Regions from separate parts of the Mus musculus genome. Here all the other regions are linked to region 1. Evidence: chromatin contacts called from public Hi-C and Micro-C data. All regions are on one chromosome and are shown on one strand. The core of a region is the stretch at or near the end of the contact, and the rest is flanking DNA. Distances in the headings are between cores, read along the strand shown. Region 1 holds the start of Myocd (myocardin). Region 2 has its middle 150 kb from the start of Gm12295. Region 3 has its middle 150 kb from the start of Gm26128.

Region 1 (4,853 bases), core at 1,957-4,456:
CGCCCACCAAGGCCACGCAGCCTCATCAGCTCACTTGTTCCCACATGATCTTTACACCTCCCAGGAGCCACGGACAATACCAGCGTGGCCTAAGAAACCACATCATTTCACCTGGACATCTACAAGCTAAGAAACCAAGGTCTAGAAGGAAGCCACGGGCGATTGATGATCCCACTGCTATTCGTCCTGAGCACTGTTTGGCCAGGGCTCACCAGCATGTCAATGTCCTAACTCAGGTACTTGTGTTATCAGATTTATCTCTTCTAAGCACCATGAAGTCACCAGCATTCTCCACGTATGAGGCACGTAAGATGCAGAAGAGCTATGATGCTGGCCTAGGTTAAAGGTCATATAGCCAAAACCAAAGAGGTGATGGCTTGAAAACCCAGCTAGTCTGACCGAGACCCGCACATTCAGCCATGACACCCTGCTTCTGCTAGGTAAGATTAATTAACATCACTAAACATGTTCACAGATGTAAACATTCTGAGTCCCAAACTTTCATGGCAGGTCAGTCAATCACACGTCTACTTGTAAGTAGGGAGTTGGTAAAACATGGTTGCTGCCCACGCCAGTTTCAGAATGAGAGGGACTGTCTGGAGATGGTGGACGAGTCCTATCACAGCAAGCCCATTGCTATAATCGTAAGACAGTTTACTTTCAGTTAGTTTTGAAACATTAATTTTAAAATCATACTACCAGGATCTACTATTGAAGTGAATATTCACTGCTATATACGAAGTTTTAGAGTTGGCAGCTGGAATCCCTCAAGAAAGAAATGGGGGTGACTGAGAGGGAGGGAGGGAGGGAGGGAGGGAGAGAGAGAGATATCAAGGTGAACAAGAGACCTTCCTCATTCATTTTTAGACAGAAAGTGAAGCAAAGTCCCCTAGGCAGAGGCAGTTAATACAAGGCCAGGCAGGCCTCAGGGCCACATGTCCACCATGGTCACTCTGTCCAGGAACTATAACCAGTAGCCATCAACTGATTTACAATCTTACAATAATGTTTTTCTTTCTCTTGTGTAAGATTATCAAGCACAACACCTAAGATGCGCAACTGGCTTTGTCTGTCATCGATTCCAGTCCCCTCAACTTTTAAATCAAAGCTTAAATTAAGCTTCCTACTTCTGTATTATGCTTCGACAAACTACCTTCCTTATGACAAAAATGCCTGAAAAACGTGGGATTGGTGCCAGGCAGTGGTGGCACATGCCTTTAATCCCAGCACTTGGAAAGCAGAGGCAGGTGGATTTTGAGGTCAGCCTGGTCTACAGAGTGAGTTCTAGGACAGCCAGGGCTACACAGAGAAACCCTGTCTTAAAAAAAAAAAAAGTGGGGTTGGACTTCTTCAAAGCTCCAGGATAAAGATTCGCAGGGTCCAGGTAGAGACCTCAGGCCTGCACAATCCACTGAGTTAGGGGTTAAAATAGTGCAAACAGTTTTCCCTCTCCACCATATTTCAGCTGAGGAATTCCTTGATAAGTCTGTTTTGCAAGCCCACTATCAAGAACATCACCAAATCCTTTTAGAAATGATCCAGCAGCCTCTCCCTGTCCCTCCGTCTACCCCATTAAACTGCACGGGAGCAGTTGAAATAAACTCAGCTTTATGCAAAAACAAAAATGACATCCTTGCTCCCTCAGAAAGGTGGCAGTATTGCCTTGTGGTTTTGAGCAAATTACCAAGCATGTGAGGTCTCTGATGAACAAACTAACCACCTCACCTCAACATGGAAAGGACAAACGTGCATGGCTGACCCCGGTGGCTAGTGGTTAGGAGACACACCCCAGGCCTCCAGAGGCACTGTGGCTCCTGGCCACTTCAGCTCTTAAGTTTTCAACTTGCCTCACTAAACAATCCTTCAAGAAATCCCCAGAGTGTCCCATCCACACCTAAGGATCAGGAACAACTGAGGTGGTTACAGAGGCTCCTTATGGCCCATCACCCACTGTGCACAATTTCTGAGCCACTCATTTCAAGACAAACAGTTGAGTAGCTCCTTCAGAAGGACCAAGGGAATTGACAGAGTGAGTGGCACCAGCATCAGCCAGCACCTGTTACATGGAAGGCTCACACCAGAGCTATCCACCAAAATGTTCGTTCTTAGAAGGTGCCCTGCCATCATTGAATGGCCCTGTTACCACTGTTATAAAAGCAAGAATGGGCAAAGCTAGGTAGCCCTTCCAGGATGCGAACGAGGGAACACAATCCTGCGTCTTCTGTAGGCCCCCACGTACCCTTTCCTTATACTCACCTCTCCTGAGTGTCCCTCCAGAAGTTTCTCTGTGTGCCACTAACACAACAATTTTAGGGAAAATTGTCCATTTATAAATATCAGATGGTTTGGGAAAAAATATTTGTGGCGCTGGTTTTTTTCCCCCATGGTGATGTCATTTAAAAATTCTTGGTGTGCTCCAAATTCGCTATTTTTACTTCCTCCAAGTGACTTTTTTGGGAAATACATTTGTTTGGATTAGCTACATGTTAAGTGACCCCTAGACGTCTCACAGTCCTAGGCACATTGTCTCAGCGGTTGTAACTGATAACGCGCCCACTCTATAACTTCAGATCCTGGAGTTGCCCATTTCAACACAGTTCCTTTTGGGTCGTCCCCTTAAAAATGTCTATTTACCGATAAAGGAAAATATAGTAAAATAAAGTAAAACATTGGATTATTCGTAAACAAAACTCAAACTTAACACAGGTCAAAGGGAAGACATTTGAAGGCATTCAGTCAAACACAGTGTTCATTTTGGGGAAACAGAGGGAAGGCCGCCACCTCAGGCCCGAAGCATTCATTGTAAAGCAGTTGAGTGGTAGAGATGAAAAGTTTAAGGAGTGCTGAACGCCTTACTCTACCTGATCGGAACTTCCTTCTAATCAGCAAAGAGTGTTCAGACCCCAGGAGTGTCATGGTGAGTCTCAGCAAGCCGCTGGTCGTTGGCCAGGCGCCCCGCTTTCCACCAGAAACTGGCTCCCGGGAGCCCAGAGGACAGCAGCTAACAACCCAGAATTCATCCAACTCTTGGGGAGCTCCCTTGGGTAGGAGGACGCACAGTGGCCGCCAGTGTCCCCAGAAAACTGGCGCCTCCCCCCTCGCCGCTCGCGAGGCTAATTAACTCCCAGCAGGCAGGACCCTCCTCCTCTGAGGGTGGCCGGGAACAGCCGCATCCTAGGCGTTCCTGGCTGATGTCATAGGCTGCCAGCGGTCGCGGAGTACCGCCACCACGCCTTTATGAAGGTCCCAAGTTTGCTATCTGATCCTCTTTACTACTGACAGGAGATCAGCCAATCAGGAGCGGTGAGCGGGGCCTGGGGACCAGACGCGGCCCCAGGAGTCTTAACAGCCGGCTCTTAACTCTTTGCAGAATAGTGCGCCAAGGCTGCTTGCCCAGGCGGGAGTCTCTGCACTGGCACCCCTAAATCGGATGCCCGAAGGCTGCAGGCGGCGCCCGGCGTGCAGGTGGCGCCTGGCGACGGTAGGAGTGTATCTGCTTGTCCTAGGTGTGCATGTCCCTGGTGTCCCCAGCTTACTGCAGGGCTCTGGAAGGTACATCTCCAGAACGCGCTGGAGCCTGGGCCAAGAAGCTGGGTTGGCTTGCAACTCCCGGGAGCACCCGCTTCCCCTCTGTATCCGAGCGGTGGTGCTTCAGGAGACCGATGCCTGGAGCAGCTACTGAGCGGCTGAAGAAGTGGCAGAAAGTCTTTCCCTGTGGTTGGATGTTCTCTTTGGATTCACAAAAAGTTTGTGTCTGGGGACTGAGCCCAGAGTGCGATTGGTGCAAAAGTTGAGCGTACTATTGAGCACTCAACAGGGTAGGATTCGGTGGCCTGGGCAAGCCAGATCGGAAAAGTGCAGAGGTTTTTCACGTCCCTTTCATAGTGGGAAAGGGACCCAAAGAGGCGCTGAGGATGCGCGTCTCTGGGGTGCCTGGGGTGACAGGGTCCCACGTGCATCATTAAGTACAACACATGTTCTAAGACAAAGATTTAGATAGTTGGAAAAAAAACATTGAACTGCATACATACAACACACAATTTGCCACTATTTGCAACTTTATATGCACGTGAGCTCCCAGATACAATTCTTTACATCTCCCCTTTTGTCTCAAAGCTGTGAATTCTTGAAGAGAATGACAATGACAGGTGGAGGCCTAATGTAACAATATCTGTTAGGGACTAATCTCTGCCCTGATCCGGGGTCTTCTGCCTCTATCAACTGTTGCTGAAGACACCCTAGGGTGCCCAGACCTTCCTTTTTCCCATTCTCTGGGTTGCACCAATGCACTTGAATCTTGGAATTCGTTTTCTGAGATAGGTAATGCTCCTCCTCACTAAATCAGAGAGGAGGTGGAGCCCTGCTACTCAACTTCCTCTTGTGAATAGGGTTGGGCAGTACGAGCCTACAACAGGCTGCCTCCTGTGGTAGCCTGGCAGTGGTTGTGCATTCCACAAGCAGTGCTGAACTGGGCTGTTCCTGTGGGAACAGATCACAGCCGCTTTAATGGCTTACATCAATCCCGATTCATTACCTTGCAGGTTTGAAGGCTGGGAGTCAGAAACTGGTCTCACTGAGTTAAAAAAAAAAAATCAAGGTGTTGGCAGAACTGTGTTCCCTTCTGGAAGCTCATGAAGAGACTCCATTTCCTTTCCCTTTCCAACTACTAGAGGCCACCCATGTTCCTTGGCTTCCAGCCTGTTCTTCCATCTCCCAAAACAGAAATTGTGGGTCAAGTTCTTATTACATCTTATCAGTCTAGCTCCTCCCTCCCCACCTTCTGCATCTCTCTCTGAGTTAACCTTACTTTAAGGAAAAACTCTGTCAGGCTAGCTGATGATGAATCCTTATTC
Region 2 (4,717 bases), core at 2,021-4,520, 170 kb after region 1:
AGGCAACACTTTGTTGAAGAGACCTGCTCCTGAGGAATGCTTGCTGGCAAAATCCCCAAGGAGTCTAGCAGAAGTCTGACGATTTCGATGCATGAGCACAGTTTAGTCTGGTCTCTCGTTTGTTGAATAACACCATCGTCCACAGTCTCTCCACTCTCCCTGCAAAAATAGGAGCACGGATGTTACCTTGCTTGGGTGTTCATCAACCATGGGGTCTGAAGGAGCCACAGAACATAACCTCACACACTGTGTCAAAGCCAGTGTGCTGCGGCACATCTGTCGCCTTGACTAACACACATGAGTTTGACAAGCCGTCCTCTGGACCACACTGAAGGTCTGATCTTATGTCACATTCTTAAATGCAGGGAAGCAACATTTAAGTCCTTGATCCAGAGAATTTTTGATGGTCTGGAAAGTAGAATATTCATTATGTAAAAGTTTCGGTAATTTCTCCTTCAGTCTCTTTATACTTTAGACTCAAGGAAACAACCTGTGGAGAAAGAAAAACGCGTCTATAGAAGGCTCAGGAATTCATCCCCTGACCTGAGTTTGAATTCTGTCCTATTATTTACCAGATGAAACTGCAATGCGTCTTACTTTCCTAGGAAGAAGAGCTCTGGCATCAACACTTGAAAGATAATATATAAAATCTGCTGTGGTGCCTGATACGTAAAAAGTGTGTAATAAATACACTCTTTTGCCCCCCCCTCATTATTCTCAGAAACATACCTGCCTTTCATGGAATTCCATGGGACACAATGCACAGGAACGATTGTCTATGAATACACTCTTGCTTTCTGTTTCCCCAGAACTGAGAGAGTTTCTCAGAGATGAAAACATTCTATTTTGTAATGTAGAAGCAAGAATTACTCGGCTCTCCTCTAGCTTTCATTCTTTCCTACTGTGCCCTGTGCGAAAGAACTGGTTGGAAAGGATTCATGGAAACCAGTATCATCTGTGTAATTAGACAATCCATCCAAGTACATACATTAGCACCCAAGACAGTGTCCTGAGTGACCCCGTCCACTGAGTTTCCCTCTCCTTCTGATGCAAGACACTGCAGAGTATGTTAGCCTTTGTCTGGATAACATGGCCCTCAAGCTCACTCAACTTGCCAGTTCAGCATTATACCTCTCATTTAATAAAAGCCAACATGCTTTGGAGTGAGAGGTATCCAGCACTCTTTGTAGCAAACAGTATTGTCTGGCTGATGCTTAAGAACAAGCAATTCCAAATCCTCAATGATCTAAAGCAACACTTGCTTAAACTTTCATGTTCTGGGGAGCACGGGGAAGACTTGTTTGGTTAAGTGGCAACAGCGATACCTGATGATTCAAGTTTGGCTCTCTGGTACCTACATAAGAAAGCCAGGTGTGGCAGCCCGCATCTGCAATAGTAGCTGGGAGGGCTGAAAACAGGATGACCCTTAGGGCTTGCTGACCAGCCTGTCTATCCCCCCACCCCAAAAAAATGTAAGGCAGAAGGCTGGGGAAATGGTTTGGTAGGTAAAGCACTTACCTTGAAAACATGGGGCCTACATTCAGATCCTTGGATGTAGTGGTAAGTTGGGCACAGTGGCACATGTCTGTACCACATCGTTCCTCCAGTCAGAGGGGAGGTGGAAAGAGGAGCATCCTTAAAGCTTGCACGGCAGCTAGCCTGTCTACACAGCGGCAAACAAAAGCCTTTGTCTCAAACCAAAAGAAAGGAAAACAGAAAGAGCCAGCTCACCTCCACCTGTATGCTATGACATGAGCAGACCAGTCTCCACACACACAGAAATATGCACACAGGAGTACACATATCTTTTAAAATTTAGAAAAATGAGCCGGGCGGTGGTGGCACACGCCTTTAATCCCAGCACTTGGGAGGCAGAGGCAGGCAGATTTCTGAGTTTGAGGCCAGCCTGGTCTACAAAGTGAGTTCCAGGACAGCTAGACAGAGAAAACCTGTCTCGGAAAAAAAACAGAAAAAAAAATTAGAAAAATGAAAATAATTGAAGAAGACACCTCTACCCCCACATACAATATGTACACACACATACACATCATAGGTACATAGAAATTTGTGTTCTTGGAAATTATACTGTCAAGAGAGTAGAAAGACAAAGCACATGGTGGAAGAAATTATTTGCAAAATGCACAGCTGATGAAGGACTTTTACACAAAGTATACACAGAATTCTCACCCCTTGATAAACAAAAAAGGCCTTGCACCAGGAGTCAGTCACCTGGGTTATACATCCAACCTAAAGGAGGGACAAACCAGACTCAACTGATCCACAATTAGATCTGCAATAGCCCAGGGTACTGGGAAGACATAGTGGTTTTCATAATTCAGACAAACACCTGCTAGCAAAATCACAGTCCTGGCATCATTTCTGTTGCTGTGGGAAAATGCCCTGATGAAAAGGGTCTTACTGGAGAGAGGGTTTGTTTGGCATTCGATTTTACGTGGTGGTCTACCACTGAGGAAAAGTCAAGACAGACATTCAAAGACACTGGTCACATCGAGTTCCAGAACAAAGCGAGAAAAAATGCATGTATGTCCCCTGCTCAGTTCATGTTTTACTCTTTACAGTTCAGGGCCCAGCCACTGAAATGATGCCTCTCACATTCTGGGTGGGTCTTGCTCACTTAATTAAATTTCCACACGGGCATGTCCACAGGTCAACCTGATCTACACACACCCCTATTGGGTTCCTCTTCTTTGGCGATTGTAGGTTGTGTCAAGTCGAGAGTGCTTAAACTGACCATTGCAAACAAGGATGCTCAGGCCATAGATCACCCTTATTTTTATTCTGGTTCACCTTTGCTTTGCTGTGGTACAATGTTTTCCGAGATGTACCTATGCTAAGGAAATATGTATGACCTCTGTAATTCACCTGAGAACTCAGAAGACTGGAGAAATCAGAGACAAGACAACAGAAAGCAGAGAGAGAGAGAGAGAGAGAGAGAGAGAGAGAGAGAGAGAGAGAGAGAGAGAGACAGAGAGAGACAGAGAGAGACAGAGAGAGACAGAGAGAGACAGAGAGAGACAGAGAGAGACAGAGAGAGACAGAGAGACAGAGAGAGACAGAGAGAGAGAGAGAGACAGAGAGACAGAGACACAGAGAGATATGACTTCAAATGTTTCTGGCACTCGGCAGACCAGCAAGAATGAAAAATTCTTCATCTCTGAGAATCAAAAGCTACACATGAGCCAAACACATCTGCTGAATGTTCAACGTGACAACACGGAGCTCAGAGGGAATGCACTGAATCATTTCAAAGATTCCTAAGAAACTTCACAAGTACATCTAGGCACTACTCAGCTATGTGCTCACATGAAGCATCCTCGGCGGATTCAAGAGCCTGGAAAAAAACAGCCTTCTTATCCATCCCTATGACTCACCAATGGGAGACAGCAGGAAGTCAAGGCAACCATAATTGGGAGTCTCTGGGGATCAGATAAAAGCCTGTAAGCTGTGCCTCTCCTGAGGCATTTGGAAAAAGTTGGGTAAGACAGATGGATGAACGCCATGGAGCATGTCGATTCCTCGAAAACTTTAATACACTCACATTTCAAATGTAAAAGTACAACGCAACATGTCGTGAAAATCCTCCCCTCTCCTCCCAAGTCCTCCTGATCATTCTAGAGCCGATGACAAATTGCTGGGACATTCATCTATCTACATTTTAATGCAAACCTTTAAAATTTTTTTCTTCCCTTTTAACTTAAAACTTAATCAGTCTACACCTTGCTTTTGAAACCTAAGGTGCAGCATTTTCTGAATTTTAAAGTGAAACACACATGAAAATCAATTGAATGAATCTTCTCTGTCGATATGATTCAAGTACAGAGAAGGCAGAACATAATTAATACAAGCAACTCTTGAAACCACTATTTTCTAGTCCTATGGTGGCTCTCGGTGGCATATGCTTTAAGGATTTAAAAAATTGAAAAGAAATCTGAATTTCCTTTAGGTTGTGTTGGTGGGAGTGATAGGTAGTGGTTATTAAGAAACTATTTTGGATATGTTTAGAGAAGAGAAAAGTTGAAGATTGTGTACAGTCAAGAGACAGGTGTTGTCATGTGAGAAGAGGGGACTAACTCTGAGGAAGGCAAGAGAGATCTTGCAGCTGGGTTAAAATGAAGAATATTAAGAGAAACTAGATTTTTTTTGCAAAATGAAAAGGCAATACCAGAATTGAAATGCACCCCAGAATTAGACTCCCCAGAATCAGCCCTCTGAGTGCAATCTTTATTCTAGATGTCTCATCCACTAAGTAGAATCAGGAAATGTTGCAGAAATGGCGATTTACAGGTCAGAAATAAAGAGTGTGAAAAATGGTGCAGGAATATTCTACTGCATGTCAGAAAGAACAAGACAGGCACCAGGAGCATACAGGATCCAGCCGCAGGGACACCCAATGATGAAATTTTAAATTAACATTCTACCATGTGTCAGAAACACCAAGACAGGCGAAATAATGGACTTTGACTTTGTATGTGTTATAAAAAGTATGAGGGGAAGAGTGTGTAGTACCAAATAAGCTAGCTAGATTCCAGTTTGGAAATGACCAACTTAACACCTCTTCTGTTAGTGACTAATCCAAGTGATAAAGAAGAGAGACAGGAGCTAGAGACAGTCTGGATGTTACAATTCAAGTCAGCACCCATCCATACCGTGACTGTGTCATCATTTAATGAAAACTTCTAAATACGGTCATCCTTTA
Region 3 (5,018 bases), core at 1,194-3,693, 210 kb after region 1:
GTGTATATGTGTGTATATATGTATACATGTATGCATTCATGTATATACATGTATGTGCATAAATATATATGTATCACATTCTCTTTATCTGTTCATTTGTTGATTGGCACTTAAACTGATTCCAAAACTCAGCCATTGTTTCACTGTTCCTCTATATCCTCTCATTTTCTCTCATCCATATAGGGGCATCTACAACACAGAGCTGCCATGGACCTAAAGTATAATTTGGTGCTTTTCAGAATCATCCTGTATCTTTCAATGAAAGCATAACATTGAAAGTATGACACTTCCTGCTCTTAGCTTGCATAACTCATGTTTTCAAATGAAAAGATTTGCAAGGATCACAGAGTCTGTAACTCTTCCCATGATGGAGGTAGAGATGGGCTGCTGTTGGTGACAGAAAAATGGTGGATGACCTTCCCTCCTGGCTGGACATGTTCACTTGTCAAAGTCTTCCCCTTCATCCAAGGCCCATCGGTGATGCCCACAGAATGTTGTTCCCACCCTCTCAATGGAGTTCAGACTTGTCAGTGCATACTACTGTATATCTGCCAGGGCAAGATAATTTTCCACTTTGGATGGACATAGAAAGTCATGATGTCATAGAAGCTGCGTTACCAAGAACTGGGGAATGCCAGGTGATGCGAAAATAACCATACAAAAGGTTTTAAATGGTTTTTAAATATTAGAAATGGTAATGAGTGAGTGGAACAGGGGGAAACTATGCATGGGATGGCAAGCTCAGGTTCTGCAAGCCAAAGACTAAGAAAGACAGCTGTGCTGAGATTCTAGACAAGGTCTTCCGGGACCGGGAAGAACAATTAGACTTGGTGCCCTTGAGGAACATGCACAAGGGAGAGAAGGTGGGTCTTCAGAGCTCAAGTCAAGGAAGCTACAAGGGTCCTTTCCAAGGTCCTCTTTGTTTCTTTCTCCCTGACTGCTGCATAAGCATTTTAAATATCCCTGGCACCTTGACAAAGTCTTGGCATGAACTTTGTTTTCTTCCTCCAACTTTATATATTGAATGCCTGACCCCAGTGTAAGATGCTTGGAAAATGGGGCCTTGGGTGGTAATTAGTGTTAGATGTGTCATGGCCTCGTGGAATTGGTGCCATAAGAGATACCATAGACACTCTGTCCATTCTTTTTCCATCATGAAAGGACACAGAAAGGTCAGTGCATAGGTGTCATGAGAAGCCTCAGAACAAAACCTACTTGCCCAGTACTTTGATCAATCACTCTGTAGCTTCTGCAAATGCTGGGAAATAAAGTTTTTGTCCCACCCCTCAACCCTAGTCTAGGGTATTATGCCACAGCAACCCAAGCTGACTGACAGTCTACTAAGTCTAACCTCAGAAGAGGAGCTGCAAATAGCCTTTCAATGAAATAGTGGTAGAGAAAGGAGACGTGCCACTGCCCCTCAGCCTTTGGTGGCTCATCTAAGCCAGTGTAAACAGGACCTCGACTTCCTCTCTCAGCATTTAACCAGGTATTTTCAGAAATCTTGATAATCCCACAGAAATCCAAAACATTCAGTTCCACGTTCTTTCACCCTAGGCTCCCGTGGCTTTTGCCATTATCCCCAAAGTTAAGACGTCAAGGGCAATAGTCACCTTCTGGTCCCAAAGCTAAAGACACTTAAGATGCCCACATAGAGCTGTGGTCTTCACAGTTTCCCACAAGTTACATGCAGGGATGAAGGAAAAATAAAAAACATTTCCTCCATTCTGGGACTTTCTGCTTGGACTCTTAAGAAACGTTCCTCCTGCCTCGGCTCTCACTGAATCTTCTAAGGAAATGGACTCTGCAGCTTCCCTTTGCATTCCTATGTTTCCTGAGCTTATGCACACCCAAGATTTATGTCAAGCAATCAGGCATCTGTGGTAATCCACTCATCCCTACAATCGCTCGCGTCTTCTATGGCCATTTCACAAGGTCACACCAGAGCTTGAATTAATGACCTAACACATCTCAGTCTTGGACTCTGTTCATACCTAGCCATGGAGTATAGGAGATTTCATTTATTTACTGACGTATTTATTTAGTGTTCATGGGAAAAGCCACATGGAAGATGAGAAGAAAGTGATTCTGTCCCTTGCAGGAAAAGGCATGTGTATGAGTAGGTGTGTGCATGTGTGTATGTGTATATTTGTGTATGAATGCATGTGTGCATGTGTGAGTGTATTTGCATGTGTGTCTGAGTAAGTGTGTGTGAGCATACATATGTGTGTCTGAGTGAGTGTGTGTGTGTGTGTGTGTGTACATGCACCTCAGTTCTCTGGGGTTGGAATCAAGATCTATGTCCGCATTGCGCTGCTGCCAGTAGACGCTTGACTCGCACCCCTACGCGTGACATCTGTTTGTTCAAATGTCACACAATTCATGTTCAGTGTGGGATCGCGGTGGTGCTGTGACACTGAGCAGCTGAGGACTCCCAAGCTTGGCAGACTCCCCGGCGTGTTGCACTGTGGCAGACAGCCAAGGTACTGCAGGCTTAGAGCTCCATCCACACGGTACAGGCAAGTGCTCCCACAGACCAGACCAGGTGAGGCAAACAGTGAGCCAGCCATGTTCCTCTTATGTAATCCTGCCCCCCCATGGACACAGTCTTGTTCTGGGCTCTTGATTTCTTTCATGTGGTTCCGTGCACTAAGAAGATTAAATCAGTTCCAATAGGTACTGGTTTAATGGAGATGATAAACTTTTATTGAACTTGAGCACATTAAAATGAAATGTAAGCATAGGTGATTTTGGCGTTTGCCTAGGGTCTCTTCCAATCTGAACAAAGCCAGCTTGCCTTCTCTGGAAAATAACAGCTCCAAGCCGGGCTCACTTTATGTGCTTAATTAAAATCTATTTTCGTGGTATAAAAAGAAGCAGAGCGATGTAACAACCCTTTGCTTCTTTAGCTATCCAAAGAAAGTATGCTTTCTGCTCCAAAGGCGGACAAGTGTCCTCTTCCAAACAGACGCTCTCTTTCCTGCAAAGTGCAGGTACCCGGCTGTTTTACAGCAGCGCGTCTGCTAATCTGTGATCTGTTTTGTCTGTGAATGGGATTATCGTGGTGGTTTATTGAACAAGAGCCAAAAACGATATTAAGTAAACTGTTTATGCAAAGCCACCAGGCTGCAAACTCCAAACTCAGGCTCGTTGCAGGTTTTAATCAAAATAAACTTTATTATAGGTTCAACTGGACAGTTAAACCTTCCAGGGTCTATTCAACTTGCTGAATGTATAAAACACGAGACCACAGCTCTCCGCAGAAATTATGAAACTGTAAATATCGTGGTTAACCTCAGAAGGGTGCCTTTCTCTGCAGCTCTCTGGAGCTCTCTTGCTCGGCTTTCGGTCAGCCGGATGTCAGCCAGGCTCCTGGGCCAGGCGCCTGTCACTGTCTCTGCCAGTCCTGTGAGTCAAGGGGGGAGGTTTGGCACTCTAGCACAGCAGGGGGTAGCCATGGAGCCTGTCACTAACCCAGAGCCCAGTTCTTTGGAACAACATCTTTATGTCTCTTGGGGCTGGCAGGGATATACCCGGACTCTTTGACCCATATAGTGGTCCCCAGTTCCAAAGGGTCCAAATGGATTTTTATTAATGTCTGCTCTTGCCCTTGGTGAATCTTAAATTCTATTCTGGGGCCAAAACATTTCACAAGCAGTCTTTGATCTGGGTGAAAACAGACAAGAGACCAAAGGAATAGAAAGTCAATCCGGGAAGCCGAACATGAATACATTGTTTTGTCTCCTCATGGGTTCTGTAGCAGAAGACCAGCGGGTTCCAGTTTGCATTCACTGTGCCCAGGAAAGTGATGGAAAAAGTCTTTTCTCCAGGGCTTCACAAAGGAAAAGAATAGGTCCACCCAATTCATTTTCCTACAATTGTCTTCTGTGGTTCTATCCTTTTGACATCTCTCCAATCATCTCTTCACCTCATTGGTCTCATTCATTCACTCACTCATTCATTCATTCATTCATTCATCAACAGCTGCTCTGTGGCCACATGGTGAATGGCAGTTATAATACTTTGCGTGTGGCTCAGAAAAGGCTCTGTGCCTGGTAGGACAGGAGGGCATCTTTTGGCACCACCTTCCAGGTCTTCCTGGTTCCTAAACCTCCAGATGCTAAAGACTCTTCAGACTCAGCCAGAGACCTCTCCTTCCTCTGTTTTCTCCCCCTAAGCAATGTTCTCCAGTCTTGGATCTCTGAGCACTTTTAGGTTACGACTCCATTTTGCTGTCTCTAACCTTGACCTGAAAGGATCAGATATGACACAGAACTGGGAATAGCTCCTTTTCTCACCATCTGGAATGCAAATCCCAAAGACTAAACTCCTATCAGTGGCCTGAGCCTCCACCTATAACAAAACACAACACCAAAAAAGAACACACTAAACTCAAAGCAACAGAACAATGGGACACTAGAAGCAGAGCGAATCCCAATTAGATATAAAACTTTTAAAAGCTTTAGTAGAGAAGATGAATGAGATCAAAAGCTGGAAATTTGAAAAGATCAAAGAAAATTTTTGTGGTTGTAGCCAGACCTCATCGCGGAGGAAGTAAAGGGATTCACAAATTAACATTGGGAATGAGAAATGGCACGCATGAGGCGTCACTAAAATATGAAGACATGAAAGGACTATGTAGTCAGAGGGCTGTTATAAATGAGTTATGATCATTCAGACACCTTAGAAGAAAAGGTCAGATTCCTCAGAAGACACACAACCAATAAGCATTCAAGGAAAAAGTCGATAACCTGAATACACAATCCCTCTTCTACCTTAAAAAACTGAAAACGGACTTTGTATATAAAACCTTCTATTAAAGAAAATATCAGCTCTGAAACCAGTGAAAATTTCCAAATGTGAATAAAAATTAAATCACGTGGACAAATTCGTGTGTGTGTGTGTGTGTGTGTGTACACATGCGCTCATGCGCTCGCATGTACACGTGCACATGTACTCACATGTTCATGTGTGCAGTTTGTCTGTGGACCGGTGCACATGCATGTGTGTACTTAGGT

Evidence for each region. Hi-C and Micro-C count contacts between places; a contact is called where the count stands out from the background.
Region 2: a Micro-C map of the HL-1 cell line shows a contact between it and region 1, with 4 times the contacts expected there. The contact joins the enhancer-like site here to the promoter of Myocd in region 1. A contact is called at or near these places in 1 of 39 promoter capture datasets (hippocampal neurons) and 4 of 484 Hi-C or Micro-C datasets (the HL-1 cell line, adipose-derived mesenchymal stem cells, nephron progenitors and 1 more).
Region 3: a Hi-C map of cerebellum shows a contact between it and region 1, with 1.9 times the contacts expected there. The contact joins the enhancer-like site here to the promoter of Myocd in region 1. A contact is called at or near these places in 2 of 39 promoter capture datasets (the 3T3-L1 cell line and hippocampal neurons), 13 of 484 Hi-C or Micro-C datasets (the HL-1 cell line, cerebellar granule neurons, cerebellum and 6 more) and 2 of 9 other capture datasets (adipose tissue and pancreatic islet).

The regions. Positions count from the first base shown.
Region 1 is chr11:65,266,783-65,271,635 of GRCm38.p6, forward strand. Myocd (myocardin) reads right to left here and starts at 3,207. Exons shown (of 13, transcript NM_146386.3): 1 at 2,862-3,207. The coding sequence starts at 2,916. It overlaps Gm30586 (a long non-coding RNA gene), which reads left to right and starts at 3,143. Exons shown (of 3, transcript XR_001780238.2): 1 at 3,143-3,481.
Region 2 is chr11:65,440,346-65,445,062 of GRCm38.p6, forward strand. No RefSeq gene overlaps it. Among named protein-coding and RNA genes, the nearest start is that of Gm12295, 150 kb to the left of the region's middle. Within about 2 kb of position 3,271, at least 18 of the 459 cell types and tissues checked have an H3K27ac peak or open chromatin away from gene starts, as enhancers often do. A contact at or near this core is called in the HL-1 cell line and adipose-derived mesenchymal stem cells, where this site is marked.
Region 3 is chr11:65,473,013-65,478,030 of GRCm38.p6, forward strand. No RefSeq gene overlaps it. Among named protein-coding and RNA genes, the nearest start is that of Gm26128, 150 kb to the right of the region's middle. Within about 2 kb of position 2,444, at least 31 of the 459 cell types and tissues checked have an H3K27ac peak or open chromatin away from gene starts, as enhancers often do. A contact at or near this core is called in cerebellar granule neurons, cerebellum and granulosa cells, where this site is marked.